Linked DNA regions of Mus musculus: region 1 is linked to region 2. Evidence: chromatin contacts called from public HiChIP or PLAC-seq data. All regions are on one chromosome and are shown on one strand. The core of a region is the stretch at or near the end of the contact, and the rest is flanking DNA. Distances in the headings are between cores, read along the strand shown.

Region 1 (6,928 bases), core at 941-3,440, 340 kb before region 2:
AGAAGAATCATGCTACAACCCACAGACTCAAAGAAACAATGATAAGCAGGGCCCAAGGGAAGATGGGTGAATCTGACTCAGAAGGGGAAACAACGTAGTCATTGGAGGTGGATGGAGAGAAGGAACTGGGTAAGAGAGGGGGTGAGGAAGGCAGGGGGGGGGTAGGTGTGGGTAAGGGGTGAGTGAGGGCTGGGTATGAGAATAAAATCAGTGTGAAGGGCCTCTCTGGGACTAGCTGGAGACCTGGGTCATAGGAGGCACCTGGGAGTCTGTGGGGGTGACCGACCCTAGCAGAGATTCCTACCAGCAGGGGATATGGATACTGAAATGGCCACTTACAGTGGAGAGAGGGGGCATCAACCCACCCACAAAACTTCAACTTAAATTTTGTCCTCCCTACAAGATGTACAGGGATAAAGATGGAGCAGAGTCTCAGGGAATAGCTGACTTTCCTAAGTCAGGTGTTAACTTCTGTTCCTCAGATTTAAATAGGCCACCACTGTTTTAGCCAGATGCCAGTGATTAAATGGCCCATTTCATGGTTACTATTGGTACTAGAGGGAGGTGTAGAAAAGGCTTCATAAGGGAACTGTATGAACTCTGAGGTCATGTGGATTACAAGGACAGACCTCTGGCTGAGAGGGGGAAGAGTTCTACCTGTAGAACAGACTTAGGAGAAGTGCAGTATCTTGCCTAATGGCCTACAGCTATCAGATGAACATGTGTCAACACAAGCTTGAGAGGAAAGAGCAGCAAGTAACAGTAATGCTAGCTGCTGCTGCTGTGCTGCTGCTGTGCAGCTGTGGTGCTGCTGTGGTGCTGCTGTGTGCTGCTGTGCTGCTGCTGTGCTGCTGCTGCTGCTGCTGTGGTGCTGCTGTGTGCTGCTGCTGTGCTGCTGCTGCTGTGCTGCTGTGCTGCTGCTGTGCTGCTGTGTGCTGCTGCTGTGCTGCTGCTGCTGTGCTGCTGCTGCGGTGCTGCTGCGGTGCTGCTGCTGCGGTGCTGCTGCTGTGCTGCTGCTGCTGTGCTGCTGTGCTGCTGCTGTGCTGCTGCTGCTGCTGTGCTGTGTGTGCTGCTGTGCTGCTGTGCTGCTGCTGCTGTGCTGTGCTGCTGCTGCTGTGCTGCTGCTGTGCTGTGTGTGCTGTGCTGCTGTGCTGTGCTGTGCTGCTGCTGCTGTGCTGCTGCGTTGCTGCTGCTGTGCTGTGTGTGCTGTGCTGCTGCTGCTGTGCTGTGTGTGCAGTGCTGCTGCTGCTGTGCTGCTTCGGTGCTGCTGTGCTGCTGCTGTGCTGCTGCTGTGCTGCTGCGGTGCTGCTGCGGTGCTGCTGCTGTTGTGCTGTGCTGTGCTGTGCTGCTGTGCTGCTGTTGTGTGTGCTGCTGCTGCTGTGCTGCTGCTGTGCTGCTGCTGTGTGTGTTGCTGCTTCGCTGTTGCTGATGATGATTATAATATAGACTCTTCAGCACCATTTTAGTAAAAGTGACTAGGTTTTCAGCTGCTAGCTGAGAAGTGATCAGTTATGGCTTTCCTTTGACTCAGTTTACCTTCATGCCTAGATAATTGGCCATATGTAAAACCTTAGATTACTACTCAGACATAATTTGAAATAAGATTCTCTATTCTTTTTATTATTTTGAGATACATTTTTCTTAGTTCCCAAATTTCTGTGGTTGTTTTATAAATGCCAGGTATAATATATAATTTTATTTTTAATTGCCATTAAGTGATAATATTAGAAATCAATAAGTTAAATCAAATAAAGTACCAGTAATAGAAAGACGTTTGTGTGCTATTTGGCGTTCAGGATACTGCTAGGTATAAATCGAGATCCCTTCTCCTTGGGCTGTTTTGCTACGTTGTACATCAATACTTCCATCAGTTTGGATCTCTGATACTGCTTTCCTCTGTGCACTTTCTTTGTAACAAAATGTGAACCTTTCTTTTCATTTTGTCTCCATCAAGATTCTGCTTGGGTGTCTCTTCCAGGGAAGTTTATTTGTATTCTTAATCACTTGTAGTGTACCCTCTTCCTCACACATGGATCTAGTCACATGGTATTGATGACGCATACACGCCTCTGTTTGTAAGCTAATGGTAAAGATGAGGATTCTATCCATTTCCTATCTCCTGGCCCAAATACTTGGTAGATTAAATTTAACCATTGAATTTAGGTTTTTCCTGTGCGCAGCCACTAGGTGTCAGTGTTAATCACTGGGATGCTGTTGGGTAGTTCTATCAAGTCTCACAAGCAATTTTGATGTTAGCTTTGTAATTCACGTTAACATATTTTGGAAGGGCAAAATGTGAACCGATTTAACCTCACTTTACAAAATGATAGCTGTATCTGACAAGGGATTAATGTATCCCTGATAGTGGTAAATGGTGATTGATTACAGGGTGCCTCTGCTCCATGGGGAGGTTATGCAGTATATAAAAAAAGCTCCAAATTTCCAAGCTCAGGTGCATCAAGTTATGATTTCTGAAAATGGTGTGTCCCAGGAGATTTGGATTCATAGCTCTTTCCAGGACCAGCAGTTCCCTTGTTACTTTGTGGGGAAATGTGATAAAAAGGCATTTGTGAAATTGTAATGTATTCATGTTATGATATTTCTAACTTCCAACTCTGCATCCAGTTATGCAACCAGGTATGTCACTACAAACAATAAAATTTTGCCTTTCACCATAGGTATCAGTAAAAAATTCTTAAACTTTGAAAACCTGTGAATTCTTTGCTTTATAAATGTACTGATCTTAAAGAGTGGCCTCTTAACATGTATATTGCTTATTTTTTTATGGGTTAATTTTGATTTTCTTTAAAAAAACATGAAATCTAATATAACTTCTAGTTCTTACTCTGCTGTCCATCCTTCTGTTGACACATTTAAATCATTTGTAAATGCATTGATCCCATTTCAGCATTTTATATTAGATATTTCATTTTTATAATTTTATAAATATGCTTTGTAGTGTTTAATCTGGATCCTGATATGAAATCTCAGCAAAACATGGACTCAAGATAGAACCATTTCAAAAGTAAATCCTATTTTTTTTCTCTTCCAAATTATATGAATCTGAGAGACATGAAAAAGATTTCAACATGCCACCTGCTGGATGGTCCCTGGTGATAAATTCTCTTGTTGTTGATACATGGGATTGAAGTCTCACATGTTTTATGCTCTCTCAAATCTGTTGCCTAATTTGTTCATTTGACCTTAAGCCCCAGTGAGGAACCTGGGTGGAATTCTCAGGATTTACTGGACAGTTTACTTGAGTTGTCAGTGAATATGCATCTTAGCCTTAGACAACCTGCAGATAGTTTATCATGTTGATAACCCTCTTTGCCTTCTCTATATCCCATGAAAAGAGGAACAGATTATTCATATTTCTGCCTGGTTATGTCTGTGCCATATGCTCATAATAGTGGCACACTCAGTGCATATGCTGTAATATGTTTTGTGTTGCTTATTTTCCTTTTTAAAAACATTTTATTGAATATTTTATGTATTTACATTTCAAATGTGATCCCCTTTCCCTGTTCTACCTCTGCAACTCCTGTCTCTTACCCCCTCCCCCTACTTCTATGAGGATGCTCCCTCTCCCACCCAATCCCACCTCACCACCCTGGCATTCCCCTACACTGGGGAATTGAGCCTTCACGTGACCAAGGGTTTCCCCTCCTATCGATGCTAGACAATGGTATCCTCTGCTACATATGCAGCTGAATTCATGGTGGTTTTGCTACCTTGAAGACTCCATTTCTCTTGGCTTGGCTCAGACAATTTAATAATTATCTTAAAAATATTTTTCTCAACTGCCTGAACCCATCCAACTTTAATAAATTGCATTATGTTTTCTAGCTTCATAGCAAGTTGTGTATTCTAGCTTCCTTCCTAAAAATCTCTCATACCTGAGCCTTAAAAACATCGACACAAATGTTGGATATAGAAGCCACAAGAGGAGGGAAGGAAACATATGTTTGTGATTAAGAACACAGACTCTGGAGCCTGCGAATTCTATTTCTGTGTTTTACTGGCCCTGCGATGATTACTTAACCTCTCCATGTCATTTTCTGATATATAAAAGCAGAAGTAATGACAATGTATTCCCCATATGATTTAATATTGTTTAAACACTTGAAATTAAACCTGGCTCACAAGAAGTCCTATGACCATGTTACTTAAGATTTTATTATACGCTGAGACACAGTATGATAGTAATAAATAATGAATTCTGAAAGTTAAGAGTCTGACCTAAAGTCTCGGGTATGTTCTTTCTGAACTATGTGCCCTTTAAAACTGGTTAAACTTTCTCTACTGCCAATTTCCTTCTTTGTTTTAGCTAATGGTGAGTAATGAAAAAAATAATATTGTTTGTGAGCATGGTGTGGTAGATGGTGAATGCCAAAAAATATTAATAATTTTGTGATGAATTGGAATTAGAAAAGTTTCAAATGTGTTTTCTATAATTCTGAGAAGGGAAATATGTTGAATTTTATCTCATGAGTGAAGACAGGGTAAAGCTGGAAGACAGATCAAAATAGATATGGATTAAATATTTCTGAGTAGAGATTTCAACTAGGAATTGAACATGCATCTTACAAAAGTGGTCTTATCTAAATTAAAATTGTAGAAACCATCACCATAGTAATGATATTTGCAGCCACAAGAGGAAAAAAAAAAAAAAAACAGTCCTCTGATGATAAAATGGAGGTTGGGTAAGTGGAAGGATTGTTTTGTGTTATCTTGGGGAATTCTGAATTTTGAAGTTAAATTGAGAAGACAGAACCAGAAAATGAGACAGAAAACCTGACGGTAGAGGTACACAAATAGGTAAGCAAGAAAGCCAGGCAGGCGTGGAACCCTAGAGCCTACAGGAGGGCAATTCTTTTGCAGAAAAGAGAAGTGTTATTTGTCAAAAGCTCCTTTGCAGGCAATCTTAATGGGAGCGCAAAAGTTCTCCTTGTGTTTCATCACTTGAAGTTTGACAGCTGGTTTGGGGAGATTGATGGTGATGGAAGTTAATTTGAAAAAGAAAGTAAGGAAGTGGGCATAGTGACTTGGAGCATTTTAGAGTGATTGACTGAGAAAGGAAGCAGACAAATTCAGATTATAACTGGCCAGAAATTATGAACTGAGGCATAAAGCTTTGAACGCAAATTCTGCTACAATATATGTGTAAACTGCTGCATGGCTAAAAACATAACAGTAAAGAAATACAGCATTTCAAAAGCAGAGGAGATTGGCTATGAATAATATGTGGAATAAATTGCCACTGGTGGCTGGGACAGAGATTTCTTTACTAGGAAAGGTAAGATATTGAGTTCAAATACTGTTAGCTTATAGATTTGGAGATGGGTATAAAATCAGACTCGAATTTGCTGGTCTTGGGGTTGCCATCCTACAGTCAAAAACTTTGACCCAGATTTGTTCCTATCTAAAAGAACTGCAGGGACAAAGATGGGGAAGAAACTGAGGGAAAGGAAAGGAAGTCAGTACAGTGACTGTCCCAAATTGGGATCCAGCTCAAGGGGAGGTCTGGGGCCCTGATATTATTACTGATGCTATGGTGTGCTCACAAACAGGAGCCTAGCATAGTTGTCCTCCGAGAGGCCCAACAAGCAGCTGAAAGAGTAAGATGCAGATAACTTACACCCAACCAATGGACTTCAGCCTGTGGGGTTGAATTAGGGAAAAGGAGGAAGAAACTGAGGAGGAGGGCAAACCAATAGGATGACCAGCAGTCTCAAATAACCTGGACCCCTGAGATATCTAATATTAATATTAATATTGATTGACTGATTGATATAATGTTACTAGTTAATAGGAGAATAAAATACTCACAGAAGCAAATATGGAGATAAAGTTTAGAGCAGAGACTAAAGGAAAGGCCATCCAGAGACTGTCCCAACTGGGGATTCATCCCATATACAGTCACCAGACACTATTGTGGATGCCAAGAAGTGCATGCTGAAAGCAGCCTGATATGGCTGTCTCCTGAAAATATCCAATAAAAATAATTGGAAAAAAAGAGCATAAATCACTTAAGGTTTCATTTTTTTTCTCTTTTCATTATTTTATTAGATATTTTCTTCATTTACATTTCAAATGCTATCCTGAAAGTCTCCTATACCCTTCCCCTGTCAGAGCCTTACAAATACAGAGGCAGATGTTAGCAGCCAACCATTGGACAGAGCACAGGGTCTCAAATAGAAGAGTTAAAGAAGGGACTGAAGGAATTGAAGGAGTTTGTAACCCCATAGGAAGAACAATATCAACCAACCAGAACACCCCAGTGACTAAGCCATCATCAAAGGAGTACACATGGCTCCAGCTGCAAATGTAGCAGAGAATGGCCTTGTCATGCCTCAATCGAAGGAGAGGTCCTTGGTCCAATAAAGGCTTGATAGATGTCACAGTGTAGGGGAATCGAGGGCACAGAGGGAGTGGGTAGCTGGGTAGAGGAACGCCTTCATAGAAGCAGGGGGAAGGAGGATGTGATAGGGTGTGTCTGGGAGGGAGGGAAACCAGGAAAGGGTATAACATTTGAAATGTAAATAAAGAAAATATCCAATAAAAATAATTGGAAAAAAAGAGCATAAATCACTTAAGGTTTCATTTTTTTCCCTTTTCATTTTTTTATTAGATATTTTCTTCATTTACATTTCAAATGCTATCCAGAAAGTCTCCTATACCCTTCCCCTGTCCTGCTCCCCAACCCACCCGCTCCTGCTTCCTGGCCCTGGCATTCTCTTGTACTGGGGCATATAATCTTCGAAAGACCAAGTGCCTGTCCTCCTATGGATGGCCTACCAGGCCATCCTTTGCTACATATGCAACTAGAGACACAAGCCCTGGTGGGTACTGGCTAGTTCATATTGTTGTTCCTCCTATAGCATTGCAGACCCCTTTAGCTCCTTGGGTACTTTCGCTAGCTCCT
Region 2 (6,220 bases), core at 3,077-5,576:
AACATTGCTCCACCATGCCAACTTCTCTAATTGTGTATCAAACCATTTCTAAATTGTATGCTGCTATATAAAGAATAGCACAATAGAGATAACATTGATCTATGTAATTAGTGATTTACAATTTACTACAAATTAAGTAGAAGTTATTTTACCTTTATTCTTTAGACAGATGTCTCTAAATATTTTATTTACAAAATTAGCTGACTACCATCATTTTGGACGCATAAAACCTAGTCCAGGATAAGGTATTATTACAAAATCAGAACTGCTACATTTATGAAGTCACAATGTTAGATATTTTTATATTACCATATGAGCCATTCTAAATTTTCTGATATAGTATGAAAAATAAAAATTTACTTTTTTAAAAGTATTTTACTATTCAAAATATACTTGAAACAATAGGTTTAATGAAGAGGCAGAAACACATGCTCTTTATAGAGTTGCTTCCTTTGTGCAGAGTAAAGCAGATTGTAAAGCAAAGCCACATCTTAGAGATACATTGTGTAGATCTAGGCATTGTTATCCCCGTAGAAAGGATCATGTCACCTAATCACTATAGAGAAAGTGAGCTCTGTGACAAAGAACAGAGATTTCATCAGTGTGAAGGGAAGAACACAAGAGTAGAGAAATTAATATGTTGAATGCACTCTAGAGACACTCACATCTTATGATGAAAACTTTCCTTGTTTTTTTTGTTTTGTTTTGTTTTGTTTTGTTTTGTTTTGTTTTAATCACAGGAAGAAAGGCCAGAGCCATGTTAATACGCAAGAGGTAGTGCCAGGAATGCTGTGCCCATCTTTATGTTCGCTAGCAACTCACTTTCAGGCTTCATCAAGCTCTTGTGGTTTAACCTGTGGTGTTCCCTGAAGACTGAAGCTCAGTTACCTAAGCTGGTGAGCTCCAGGGAGGTGGTTGGATTCTGAAGGCTCAATCAATGTATTAATCCTTTAATGAATTCATAATATGGTGAGATTATTCTGGGAGGCAGGAACAGTAGGTGCCCAGGAAGGGGATCCTTGGTTTCCTCTCTGCCTCAACTGCCCCCCAACCTCCCACCCCCACTCCAGCTTCCATCACCTTGCTCTGCCTCACAACAAGCCCAACAATAAAGCTGAGAAGTGTGTGCTGAAACTTCTCAAACTGAAAGCCAAAATCTTTCCCATCTTAACACACAGATCAGAATCCACCTTAAAAACAAAAACAAAAACAAAACAAAACAAAAAAAAGACAAAATCCTCAAATGATCCTTGTGAATTTTAAAGTTTAAGAAACACTGGGCTAAATTTTGTCCTCCCCACGTTTGAAAGGCCAACTTATTAGTTCATTAAAAGTTACCTCTAGCAAGGATTATAACAAAAGGAAAAGATGAGGAACACCAGAAAATGAAATGTTGATTGCACAAATAATCCTTTTGATAAATACAAGAATGTGATTTTTAATAATAAAAAAAGGAGCAAACAGTTCTCGATGACCCAGTGTATTTAAAATAATAAAAATAATGCTTAATATTTAATGAGAGTTTCCTACATTTCCAACACTGTCCTCAGCTCTGCATATGAATTAATTTACTTACCATTTATTATTTAGCTTCATTAAGCTCATGCAATGGAAGGAATGCTATTTTAATTGAATAGATTAAAAACATAAGAAGTTGAATAAATAGACCAAATTAAATCACGAGATGAATTGAGACTATTTTAAAATCCAAATTCAGGTAATGGCCTTTCCTACCAGTTCTAACAATAAAGAGCTTAGGTAATTGTTGCATTTTACAGTCCCTTGGCTAAAATGATTCTTGCTCTAAAAAACAAACAAAACACCACCAACAAAAATTATATATTCTTTTCTTTCCTTGTAATTGAGTCTCAATAAAAAGTTAAAGAAACTCCTTCCATGGATATTTTATTCCCTATTCTAGGGAGGAATGAAGTATCCACGAGTTGGTCTTCCTTCTTGATTTTCCTGTGTTTTGGAAGTTGTATCTTGGGTATTCTAGGTTTCTGGGCTAATATCCACTTATCTGTGAGTGCATATCAAGTGACTTTTTTTGTGATTAGGTTACCTCATTCAGGATGATATCCTCCAGATACATTCATTTGCCCAAGAATTTCATAAATTCGTTGTTTTTATTAGCTGAGTAGTACTCCATTGTGTAAATTGCGACATTTTGAGGGACATCTGGGTTCTTTCCAGCTTCTGGCTATTATAAATAAGGCTGCTATGAACATAGTGGAGCATGTGTCCTTCTTACCAGTTGGAACATCTTCTGGGTGCATGCCCAGGAGAGGTACTGCTGGATCTACCAGTAGTACTATGTCAGTTGTATACAGAATGGTCACATCTACCAATATTAAGACAATCTAAAATAAGAATCATAAATGATTATGAAGCATTAAAGGGGAAACTTTCTGGAAAAGGAAACAATTACTTAATCGACAGCAAAACTGTCTCTCAAAGTCTCATTCCTACAGTTGCATTTTATGTTACTTAGGTCTTTAAAGAATGAGGCAGCCTATATAGATCTCCATATTGTATTGGCTCCCCCTATTACAAATATACTCAGGGGAAACTCCAGACTACAGCATTAGCCACCCCAAAGAATACAAGGTGAGAAATCTTGAGAGTGTAAGAGAGCCTCCCCAACCCACAGACTGCACAGTTAAGTGTGGTCAGCAAAGTATCAGGATACAACAAGAAGACAGCTTCTAGAAGGAAAAAAAATCCCAAGGAACAACTGGGCGCTTCACAGAATCTGGTTCAACGACATCTTAAATAGAAACACAAGACACCAGTTTCAACTTTCCTCCCCCACCTCCACCTGGCAGACTCCAATTATAGAAAACCCAGAAACAAGCTGCTCCAACACTTCATCTTTTTTTTTTTTGGCTCTTTGTGCTTTTCCCTTCATGAATGAGCCAACAAGAGTAGTGTCTACACTAGGAATAGCCTCAAATAAAGAAGGAAAAGGTATCCAAAACAACAGATGCATGTAGTGCAACACAGGAAAACAAGAAAGATGAAAATAAAAGACAACATGGTATGTACAACAAATCTTGTCCAATTACTGACTCTAAAGTCTTACTTCTAAAAATGATCAGTGATTTCAAAGAAATCAAACAACCAGATGAATGAACTAAAAAAAGAATGAGAATAAAATAAACCAAGGATGTAGGGAAGTAAGCAAAATTGCAGAAGAGAAACTTGGGAACAAGGATAAAAAATCCGGGGGTTGGGGGAGAGAGGAAGGAAGGAAGGAAGGAAGGGAGGGAGGGAGGGAGAGAGAAAGAGAGAAAGAGGGAGGGAGGGAGGGAGAGAGAGAGAAAGAGAGAGAGAGGGGGAGAGAGAAAGGAAAGAAAGAAAGAAAGAAAGAAAGAAAGAAAGAAAGAAAGAAAGAAAGAAAGAAAGAAAGAAAGAAAGGAAGGAAGGAAGGAAGGAAGGAAGAAAGAGGAAAGGATTTGTTAGAAAAAAATCAAAGAGAAATGTTGGAAATGAAAACCTCAGCTAATCAAATAAAAACACATTGAGAAGTATTTCCAGTAGACAGACAGAAGCTAGAATATTGGGATGGAAGACAAGGCTAACAGAAGACTCCTTTTAGAAAGCAATAAAGAAAAACCCTAGTTCTAAGAATTGTGAAATGATCTTATAATTATAAATGTTGAGATTCTGTGGTGTAGAAGATGCAACTAAGATTTATTTTTAGTGTCATAGAAAATCTATTTAATGAAATTATAGCAGAAAGTTTCCCAAACCTAGGGGAAATTCATGGGCATTTAAGGCCAAGAGGTATTTATAATCTCAAATAGACATCTCCAGAGAAAATCCTCTTCACAGCACATTACACTCATCTTGCCAAAACTATAAAACAAAGAAACAATATTAAAGACTCCAAGAAAAAAATGTGAAATAATTTACAATGTCAATTCATCAGAGTAACTTCAAACCTCTTAGCAAAAGACCTAAAACCCAAGGTTTCATATCCTGAAACTAAATAACTGCTGAGCAAAATTATCTTTAAAATCAATGGTGAAATAAACATATTTCAAAAATAAGCACAGATTAATGCAATTCACAATCATCAAGCTAGCATTGCAGAAAAAATAAATAAATAATTGAATCCTACATAAAGAAGAGAAAGAAACATTTTTTTCATTACATGAACATAGGAAAGAATAAATTCCATTCCAGAAAGGATGCTAAGAAAAAAAATCGATAGAGAAAGTATGGTAAAAAGACCCTGAGACCAGCATGGGAGTCAAGAAGCAGACTGCTGGCAGGTTCTCCACAAACAAGAAGCAGAGATAGAAAACAGGAAGTGGGGACTCTGCAGTCAGGAAGCAGAGACAAAAAACAGGAATTGGGGACTAGTCTATAAAACTTCAAAGCCAACTCCCAATAACATACTTCTTTCCCCAAGACACTATATCCCAAAGCGTCCATAGCCTTCTCAAATCACATCATCAACTGGGAACTAATGTTCAAACGCAGGATCCAAAGGGGCATGATTATCATTCAATCTGCAGCAATCAAGAAAAGAACTAACAAAAAAAATACAGAAATCAGAAAATTACTCTCAATAAAAATCCTATATATGAAGTCCTAATTCTTCAGTTATACATAAAGAACAGACTACCTGATTGAATTAAAAATAAAATCCAACTATTTATTGTTTAGAGAAAAAAAACACATTCCTCAATGTCAAAAGCACACATTGACAGAGTTTTTTTTTATTTTTAATAATAAAGTCAATATATCCAGAAAATAGAAACCAAAACTTAGTCAGACTAGTTATATTTGCATTGGGTAAAGTAGACATCAGAACAAAACTAGTCTAAATAAATAAATAAATAAATAAATAAATAATGAACATTTAAAAACCTGTAAATGTACATGTATAATACATTGTTGTACTCAATAACATTTTTTTAGAAATACAAAAAGAAGAGCCTTGTGGTTTCTGTCTGTGCCCAGAGCTGATCATGTGCCACAGTGCTCCATACCCAAATCCCTATGGGAAAGAGCTGGTCTCCCAGGAGTGCAGACATGCCTGTGATAACAGGTAAGACCACCACTTCTGCTCAGAGGGACCTGCCCAGGGCCCTCAAGACACAGGATCTGAGGAGCAGCCTGGGACAAAATCCTTCCGGTTTCCATTTGTGCCAGCAGCTGATCCTGTGCCAAAGTGCTCCGTACCAAAACCTCCTGGAGAGAACTGGTCTCCCAGAAGTACTGGCACACAGGCTTGTAGGAGGGACAAGCCACAGTCAGAGACAGCAAAATCATCTAACACCAGAGATAACCAAAATGCAAGAGGCAAAGGCAAGAATATAAGCAACAGAAACCAAGGGGCACATGGCATCATCAGAAACAAGTTCTCTCACCTCATTGAGCCCTGGATGCCCCAACACACCAGAACATCAAGACTCTGATTTAAAATCATATTTTATGATGATGATGATAGAGGACTTTAAGAAGGACATAAATAACTCCCTTAAAGAAATAAAGGAGAACACAGGTAAAGAAATGGAAGCCGAAGAAAAAACACAAAAATCCCTTAAAGGTTTACAGAAAAACACAACTAAATAGGTGAAGGAACTAAACAAAACCATCCAGGATCTAAAACTGGAAATAGAAACAATAAGGAAATCACAAAGGGGGCTAACACTGGAGTTAGAAAACCTAGGAAAGAGATCGGGAGTCATAGATGCAAGCATCACCAACAAAATACAAAAGATAGAAGAGAAAATCTTAAGTGTAGAAGATACCATAGAAAACACTTACACAATAGTCAAAGAAAATGCAAAAAGCTCCTAACCCAAAACATCCAGGAAATCCAAGACACAATAATAAGACCAAACCTAAGGATAATAGATATAGAAGAGAGTGAAGAGTCCCAACTTGAAGGGCAAATAGATATCTTCAACAAAATTATAGAAGAAAACTTCCCTAACCTAAAGAAAGAGATACACATAAACATACAAGAAGCTTATAGAACTCCAAATAGATTGGACTAGAGAAGAAATTTCTCCCATCACATAATAGTTAAAATACCAAATGCACAAAACAAAGAAATAATATTAAAAGCAGTAAGGGAAAAATGTCAAGTAACACATAAAGGCAGACCTATCGAAATTGCACCAGACTTCTCACCAGAGACTATGAAAGCTAGAAGATCCTGGGCTGATCTCATACAGACCCTCAGAGAACACAAATGCCA

What was found. HiChIP or PLAC-seq counts read pairs in DNA pulled down with a chosen protein or histone mark.
Region 1: a contact with region 2 is called in an H3K27ac HiChIP or PLAC-seq map of large pre-B cells, with 3 times the contacts expected there. The contact joins two enhancer-like sites. A contact is called at or near these places in 1 of 15 datasets of contacts at CTCF or cohesin (pro-B cells), 2 of 484 Hi-C or Micro-C datasets (bone marrow-derived macrophages and large pre-B cells) and 1 of 115 datasets of contacts at active chromatin or transcription factors (large pre-B cells).

The regions. Positions count from the first base shown.
Region 1 is chr16:65,467,938-65,474,865 of GRCm38.p6, reverse strand. No RefSeq gene overlaps it. Among named protein-coding and RNA genes, the nearest start is that of Pou1f1, 49 kb to the left of the region's middle. Within about 2 kb of position 2,190, at least 6 of the 459 cell types and tissues checked have an H3K27ac peak or open chromatin away from gene starts, as enhancers often do.
Region 2 is chr16:65,126,172-65,132,391 of GRCm38.p6, reverse strand. No RefSeq gene overlaps it. Among named protein-coding and RNA genes, the nearest start is that of Htr1f, 23 kb to the right of the region's middle. Within about 2 kb of position 4,326, at least 10 of the 459 cell types and tissues checked have an H3K27ac peak or open chromatin away from gene starts, as enhancers often do.